2 separate regions of the Zea mays genome follow, and region 2 is linked to region 1. Evidence: chromatin contacts called from public Hi-C data. All regions are on one chromosome and are shown on one strand. Each heading gives the region's core, a stretch centred on a gene start, on an enhancer-like site or on the middle of the called end of the contact. The rest is flanking DNA. Distances are from core to core; before and after follow the strand shown.

What was found. Hi-C and Micro-C count contacts between places; a contact is called where the count stands out from the background.
Region 2: a contact with region 1 is called in a Hi-C map of leaf, with 3 times the contacts expected there. The contact joins the promoter of LOC100281946 here to the promoter of LOC100274448 in region 1. A contact is called at or near these places in 8 of 25 Hi-C or Micro-C datasets (bundle sheath, ear, endosperm and 3 more).

What each region holds. Positions count from the first base shown.
Region 1 is chr6:106,226,871-106,231,122 of Zm-B73-REFERENCE-NAM-5.0, forward strand. It overlaps LOC100274448 (putative serine peptidase S28 family protein), which reads left to right and starts at 2,982. Exons shown (of 10, transcript NM_001148807.1): 1 at 2,982-3,609; 2 at 4,209-4,252. The coding sequence starts at 3,109.
Region 2 is chr6:106,438,997-106,443,433 of Zm-B73-REFERENCE-NAM-5.0, forward strand. It overlaps LOC100281946 (phytosulfokine receptor), which reads right to left and starts at 2,754. Exons shown (of 10, transcript NM_001371803.1): 1 at 2,487-2,754; 2 at 1,853-2,017; 3 at 1,487-1,740; 4 at 1,241-1,373; 5 at 1,066-1,129; 6 at 832-928; 7 at 610-712; 8 at 369-487; 9 at 78-167. The coding sequence starts at 2,643.

The DNA of each region.
Region 1 (4,252 bases), core at 1,732-4,231:
TGTAGGCTGTAGCTAGTCAGTTTAGTTACTCGGTTCGGTTCCAAAAAATTATTGAAGAGACAGAGCTGCTTCTTTGGTCAAATTTATACAATAGAATGATAACAGTTAGGATATTAATTAAGTATTTTTTTATTAATTGTACTTTTGCAAAATATTATTTGATGCTATATATATTTTTAAATTTTGTATACTCTCAGTTAAACTTGAGACGCTTTAGCACTTAAAACGAAAAGAAAAATAGGATAATCTATAACCTCAGAACGGAGACACCAATCCTGTCTCCCGCTCCGCTCCCCTCCAGGCTCCAAGCCGGGGGCCCATGGGACGGTAGCCGACGGGGCCAGGAAGCAGAGCGGAAAGCCGAAGGGAGCAAGCAAGAGCGGGCGGGAGGCGCGTGCCCGCGGTTGGCGTGATACGGAAGGGGCGGACCCCACCTGGTCACTCTGCTTTGCTGGACGAGGCGGCGAATCGGCGATTAGTCAAACACGTGAGTGGCGGCGGTCCCGTCAACGGTCAACACGTCCACGCCAGCTCGTACGTGAGAGGGGAGCACACTCGTCGCGTCGTTGTCGTCTCTGAGGCAGCTCAGCTCAGCTCAGCCTCAGTTGCCCTTGCCAGCTTCTCTCTCGACCGAGATAGCGATGGCCGGCTCAATGGCTGTGGCTCCTCCTCCTTGATGCGCTGCGACAGCGAGACTAGTCGTAGACTCCTAGGGACACATCCATCTGGCGTCTCGCGCGTCTCCAAGAGAGAAGCTTCTCAAGTCGCGGCCGCCGGAGTCGCAATCCGCGGACAGCTGAAACGAAGCAGACATGCCTTCGGGATTGGGAGGGCGCTGGGGCTCGACGAGGTGGACTGGAAGTCTGGAACGCATTGTTTTTTCTCCTGCAGAACTTGACTGGATTACCGGTAGGGATGGATCCCGATGTTGTTAACCAAAAGTGCCTAGGGAACGGTCAGATCTTGAGTCCGCACTATCCGCGCACTATCCACGTGTACCGTTAGCGTGTGTATAAAGTCAGTTAGTGTTTCGGATTTTTTATAAGATTTATTAGCTAAACCTACGAGATTAACCTTTAAAACCGATATGTTGTATACGAAGTGATACGTCAGATTGAACCTCTACCATTGAGATCTCACCAAAAGTATCGTCGACCATCCGGCTCTATGCTGCGGGCCATTCGTGCCTTTGCAGAGAGCACCGTCAAGTGGTTCGTTGCAGTATTTGACTCCTAGATCGACGCCAACACATTTTTTTGGCGACTTCGCTGGGGATCAGGTTTCTAGATCTACTAAAAACGATGTGTTTGGTTTGGTTTGAGAAACCACTCCATTTTTCAAAATGAGATGGTGTATTACGAATCAATCTATCAAATTTGTTGCAATGGTCCCATTTCTAATGCTAGAACCGACTAACTAACTATTCAGAACGAGGTGGTGATGAATGAACTCATTTTATTCTATAATAAAACCAACAAACAAAAAGGTAAACAACGAGAAGATAATAAACTAGTTTATTTCTCGAACCAAACACCTTTTTATATCCATATGTCCTTTTACTCTAGTAGCAGCAATTTTGTGGCGCTAGATGGCCAGCACAAATCCATCTCCGTTGGCGATTGCTGGCACCTGTGTTTTCCCGTCGCGTGGCAGGCACCGAGCCCCACGAGTAAAACATCTGAATCACCTCCTGTTGCCAGCTGCAAGCGCCAGCAGCAGGCGGCCTCGGCAAACACGACAGCGGGCCGGGCGGGCCTCAATCGCGTGACGATTTGGCATCGTACGCCAGAATCTTTCAAAGGCTTGAGAACTGGGTTACTGTTTCCCGAACGCTCGGAGTTGGGCCCAGCCCAAACTGGAAACAATGTGCCGCGCTCCCTAACGTGGTTTGGCAGCAAACGTCATCAGGATAATTAAAGGTGCTACTATTGCTGTACTGCAGTTTTCAGTTAGGGGTGGTAATGGATCACGATTCAAATATTTCTTCACAATAAGTTATGACCCTTAATTAATTTTAGTTCAAAAATTAATAGGAATAGTGTCCGATCATAATCCGATTCGATCCTTGAAATGTATAGTGTAAAATCTAGAGCCCATTACCACCCCTAGTTGCAGTCAAGTTAACAATCTGTTCTATGGAAAAAAAATGAAGGTGACAAGCTAGAAGGGGAAAAAGCCAATCCAGTTATTTCACTTGTGACGCACGCATGCATCATCAGGTTGACAGGTTGAGAAACTGTAGAACTTTTTAAACACTCTTGTACTGTAATAACTTGCAGCTCCGCTGGTGATTCAGCAGCAACCGGAGCCCCCTTTCACCCCTTCAGACGGTGGATGCAGCTGCAGCTGCTGGTGCGTCAACTGTCAGTGGCCAGAACTGTGCCACAACGTGGTGGCCGGCTGCAGGCCAGCAGCAGAGCCAGGCACAGGGAGTCGAGGACGGAGCTGCTGCTGCTGCTGCTCTGACGAGCGTGCGTATCCGACAACAGCAGGCAGCGGTGTGAGCGCTAGCCGGCCTGTCTGTCTGGATGTCTTGTATGTCTTCACATGAAACGGGGATTGATTATTCAAATGTATACGGAGAGGACCATGTCAGAAACATATTGCGGGTTTTGGATTTCGGTCGGAGTATCATCTTTGAGCTGAGCAGTTCGTGCGTCGCTGTTCTAAGCCTTTGTGCCCTTTTGCTGTTATAGATGAGAGGTCGGGATCATTGGCAGCGGTGGTGTGGGCCAATCCTCTGCCCATGGCTCCGCGGACGCCGCGCCATGCTGGAGCACTTTGGTTCTGTGGTAGTGCTACACCCTAAACCCTTTTAGAAAAAGCAAGGCGCAAAGCATACCTACATACATACGCATGGAATCATTTCGATTTGAAGGCGGCGGTTGACAGCCGTTTTCGTGCATAAGACCGTCCGTCCGCAAACAAAGCTAGTTGCCACACCAAAGACCAAACTTGGCTCGTGTCGTGTCTCAGTGTCTGCCACCGAGACAAAAATCGTCGTCAGAAATTTAACGACGCATATTCGTCTGACTGACCCGCCCGTGCGCCTTCCTCCCGCCTCCCCTTCCACCACCAAGAGTGACGACAGAGAGACAGACAGAGAGAATGGCGGCGCCAGATGCCCGGCCCTCGTCAGCCGGTCCACCGCCGGCCCGCTCCCTCCTCCTGCCTCTCCTGCTCGTGCTCCTCCTCGCGGCCTACTCGCTCCCAGCCGACTCAGCAGCGCGCCCGTCCTCCAACTCCAACCCACGGCCTGCCTTCACGCCGCCGCTGCTGAAGCGCCACCAGCTGCGGCGCCCGAGCAGCAGCAGCGCCGAGCTCGTCGCCGGGCCCGCCAACGCGTCGACCAAGCCCTTCACGGCGCACTACTTCCCGCAGCTGCTCGACCACTTCGCCTTCACGCCCAACGCGTCCACGGTCTTCCGCCACAAGTACCTCCTCAACGACACCTTCTGGCGCCGGCCCGGCGCCGGCGCCGGCGACGACGGCCCCGGCCCGCTGTTCGTGTACACGGGCAACGAGGGCGACATCGAGTGGTTCGCCACCAACACCGGGTTCATGTTCGACATCGCGCCCACGTTCGGCGCCCTCCTCGTCTTCATCGAGGTACGTATATATATACCAGTAAGTAAGTAATCGTGGTTGCTTGCTTACTCCGGATGAGCTGGAGCGGCCGGCTCCTCCACTCCACGGGAGCCGGAGGAGAAGAATCCTATATATACCTCCTACCAGAAGAGACCGTAGCATAGAAACTCGCGTAATCTTAGATGAATTAGCCACCATGGGCATGCAATTTTCTTCGCGAGCGTTTTGAGCTGCCGGTCCAATGATGTCTGAAACTCTGAATGCTATCAAGATACTAACACAAGTCAAACCAACGGGGGAAAAAAAAATCTTCTGCTCCACATCTACCCAAGACTAACGTTTCGCTGTCGGTATCACTGACCGACATGTTCTTTGCTGACGCTGACGTTGCTTTGTCGCAAACTCGCATCGCATATACAAGGAGCTAGCTGGAAGAAGAGGAGAGGAAAGAAAGAAACGTCGCAGAAAAAGAAAGGGTGAAAAATCACAGCTAGCTGCATCACTCGACCACTAGTTTCCCAGCTTGTCTGAAACCTACCGCGCGCGCGCTTGCCTCTGGCTCTGCCACCACTGACGAAACCGTTTCTTTCTTCCATTGCCTGTCTGCCACCGACGAACAGCACCGGTTCTACGGGGAGTCGAAGCCGTTCGGGAACGACTCGTA
Region 2 (4,437 bases), core at 1,504-4,003, 210 kb after region 1:
AGAATAGCAATCAAGGATGGTTGGAAGGATAAATTCATATGAAGTAAAAGATCATTAACAGGCTATCGAGACAGTACTTGGTACAGATGCTTTGGGTCCATCGTGTCCCTGATCACTGGGTCAACTATGTTGGGGAGTTTCGTTCTTTCAGTCAGCTGCGGCATGGCCTGTTTATGATTTTTTCAGCACACAAAGAAATTGCATTGACTCCTTAATTGTTAGCACTGATGATGAAGCCGATGTATTCCAGTATATGATAAAATAAAATTCCAAATTGTGAATGGGAGTTGACAATTGTTCATCACTAAAGTTCCAAATTGTGGCAATTAGAGATATTCTAGGTTTAGTGTATTTTTTTTGTACCGTACCCATGTCACAATTGATTGGCACTGAGTTTGACTCATCTTCTCGACAGGCTTCCTTCCCATTAGTAGCTCAAGAAGCACCACTCCAAATGCGTATACATCGCTTTTTTCAGTCAGCTTCCCTGAAATCGACGCAATGGCTAAAAGTTACCCATGTTCTTATGACCTTATTATCCCTGCACTGTCAATAATTAAGTTGTTTATGCATGTGAGTCGAAGTTGACAGTTAAGCTGACACAAATACCATCTAATAGGTACTCTGGAGCCACGTAACCTAAAGTCCCAGAAAGCTTCATGCTTCCCTTGTCAATATTCCCACTGGTCACTGCAAGACCAAAATCTGAAATCTGCACATGTGAGCAAAAAGATACGAACTTCACGAATTCAGCTGATCTCCAACACCGTCAAAAGAAGACAATATGAATAGCAATCTGTCCTTAAAGGGGGGGAAAAAAGGGAATTGTACCTTAGCATTGAAGTCAGAATCTAAAAGTATGTTAGATGACTTCAGATCCCTATGGATCACTGGTGGACTGCAGTGCTCATGGAGATACTCTAACCCCCTGTCCAGTTTAAGTTACCAATGCATGTTATAAAATATAAACTACTAGCCGGCCGGGCCAATCATCAGCACTTCAATTTAAAATTCGTCGCCCATTCACTCATTTGAAGGAAAGTGCAGGGATAAGATCATAAGAACCTGGCCATGTCGAGTGCGATCTTCATCCGGACATGCCAGCTCAGGGCTGATCCACGTGAAGCCCCTGAAGACAGCCAGCCACACATGAAAAGGTCCCAGTATGAAGATCTCAAGAAAGAGCTGCATCCATAAGCAAAACAAGAGGAACCATATAGGAGGCTACCAACTACCATACCATGCAGCTGTGTGTCCAGGGATCCCTTGTGCATGAGCTCATAAACAATGTAGTGATTCCCCTCGTGAACACAAAAGCCCAGCAGGGTCACAATGTTGGGGTGCCGAATCCTGCCGAGCAAATCCAGCTCATTCTGCCAACAACCACAGCCGAAGTAGTCAGGGACAAGAACAAATAATCCCCCCCCCCCCCCCCCCCCCCCCCTCGTCGGCAATGGCCAATGGAGAAGAATTGACTGACACTCACCTCGAATTCCTTCTCGCATTCAGGGCCGCCTGCTTCCAGCCTCTTGACCGCCGCGGCGACACCGCCATCGAAAACTGCCTTGTAGACGCAACCGAAGCCGCCGACACCGAGCACGTTGCTCGCGCTGAACTTCCCTGTCGCCGCCTCCAGCGACGGGTACTCGATCATCGCCATCGCCACAACCCCCTTCCTGCTCGTCTTGAGCGAGTTGAACTTGCTGAGGATCGGCGCCAGCATGATCCCCCTCGCGGTGTCTGCGCGCAACGTACGTACGTAGGTGAGCGGGCCATGAGCAATTGAGTTGAGAGCCAGCGGCCAGCCGATGCGATGCGATGCGCAGTCCAGAGAGAAGTAGAGCCAAGAGACCTGCGCTCCTGGCGCCCTTATTGCCGCGGGGCAGCCGGCGAGACCGCCGCCACAGGACCCACGCGTACAGCGCGGAAAGGATAATCGCGGCGATGGCGATGGAGGCGAGGGCGGAGGCGACGACTAGCTCCCGGTGGAAACGATTGCGCCGCTCCACTATGATCACTGCAGAGGGGAAACGGGCTCGTCAGGAGACGACAATTCCCAGCTGACTCCACAGTCCACACCACACGGTTACTGCTTTTGTGCGTGGGAAAAAAAACAGATTTTTCAACTGAAACCGTCAAGCGGAACGGAATAGCAGACTTGGTGCACCACACCAATTAAACGCGGATAATTTCCCGCGACGGTCCTCTGTCGTCTATCTCTAATTTTAACGAAGCGCAAGATCCCAAACTGCAACCCTTTTTTTTTGTTTTCGTGGAAAGAACATTTCTCCAGTAAATTTCCTTGAGCAAACTGCGAAAGAAAACGGGCTGTGGATAGTAGAACCAATGCAATGCTCTTTTTGGCCATTTTCAGAAGAGACAGACAGCGGCTTCCACTGGAGCTGCTCTCCCCCAAAAAAGAAAAAAAGAAAAAATAGAACCAAGAAACCAGAAACGTCTGTTCCCTGACACCACCGATAACCTACCGACGGGAGGCGGCGCGGGAGCAACGGAGGCGGTCCCAGGAGACAACGGCACGGCCCTCCCACTGGCCGGGGACGAGCACGCGGCCAGCAGCGGCAGCAGGACGAGGACCAAGACGGAAGAGCGCAGGGACGGCAATGGAGGTGGCGGTGGCCTCATGCTGTGCGGAGTTGTTTACTGGGTTGTTCGCGAGAGGAGATCCTGCTCCTATACCCCTGGAACTGGAATTGGGCACGGAACAACAAGGCCACGAGACCAGGAGCGAGCGCGAGAGAGACGGAGCTGGCTCCTCTCTCTCTCTCTGTCTCTCTCTTTTTAAGGGTCTCTGTCTCTGGTCTGGTATGGCAATGGCAACGCTGTGTGCAGTGCAGAACAGTTGAGCTGCTGGTGCTGGGCGCTTTCGTTCGGGGGAGCAGGAGGGAGAGACACTGGCAGCAAGGGGCCCGCTCGGGAGTGTGAGGCGGCCATGTGCGGTGGTTATGGAATTGGAATAGGACGGACCGGGAGGGAGACTAGACGGGAGAAGAAGAATATGAGACGAGGCCGACAGCCGACTGCGAGGTCGTACGGTGGTGTTGTGTGTGCCCTGTTTGTTCGGTAGCGGTACATGCATGTACGTCAGTCTGTCTATCTTGGCTTCTTGCTCGGCCATATTGGCGTTTCGCCACAGTCTCGCCCTCCCCCCCTCTTGACCTGTCAGCTCAATTGAGCTGCGTGAAACAAGAACAGCACTGAGCGAGTGAAGGCATACTGGCATAGGCTTAGAATAGATAGGACCGCGGCAAGGGCATGTACGTACAAGCCCCTGATCGGTCCAGGCGTATGTCCAGTAACGTCCACACGTCGTGTTTGTCACCACTCACAACTTGTTTTAACTTCAGTGCAAAGGGACAGCGAGGGAGCATATACATATTCCCCACTCCATCAGTAGGGGAGGACGTACTTGTTGTTTAGCACTCGAAAGCAACCAGCTACTGCGAGCTCCCCCACTCCCAGTGTGGTGAACTGGTGTAGTAATCAGAATCAACTTGCCTGGCCTGCTGTCTGCTGCTGACCTCGCTTTCAGCTTTCACCACGAGGGCTGGGCAGTGTCCCTCCCATGCGGGCCATGCCCCCCATCCTCGTCCTGCCGGCATCATCAGCATTTTCAGTTTTCTTTTTTTTATGTTTGTCGATCTCTTGGACGAGACGAGACAAAGCAGGCGGGTCTCTTTTCCTTTGCTAGCCGAGAAGGCTCCTCTACCTACCCATTGGGTAGGGTAGGGTTGTCCTGCGTGGCACTACTACGTGTACGTGCCACTTTGGCCGCGGTTTCTGGCTCCAACAAAACGAGTGTTGACTGTTGACGATGCTGCCTGTACCGTTCGTGTTTGACCGCCCTTTTTTCCTTTCCTATCCTCTATCCTGTCTGTGTTAATGTCTTCCGGACCGAACCCCTTTGTTTCGGGCGGGGGTGTGTCAGTCAGATGCGTGTCTTGCAACCGAACCTCTGCTTTGGTTTGAACCCGTGGCCGCGCAACGCAACCGCACCAGCTGGACCGGTGCGGCCGGCGCGCGGTGCATGCACACAGAGACAGTCCCGTGACGGCCAGGTCGGAGCCCAGAGGACCTCTCGCCAGATCGTACCGCTCTCCAGCTGCCGCGCCGACGACGCCTCAAATGCGAGCCGGCCGGCTACTACGGGCGGCATACGGCACCCGGCCGCGGGCGCGTCACGGGTACAGGAGCGGTAGCCGCAGCACGTCGCCGCGGGCTTCTTCACGAGTGCACGTCGTGCCGGACTGCCGCCGTCTCGGAGCGCGCGCGGTGGACGAGTGGGCACGGCGTTTTCCATCCTGAATGGTGCTGTGCCGCTGAGTGCCTGCCGACCTGAGCTCAGCCGCAGCGCCACCGATCGATCGAGATTTTTATTTCGTGTGATGGTGATCCCGTTTGCAAGCGAAATGCCACGTC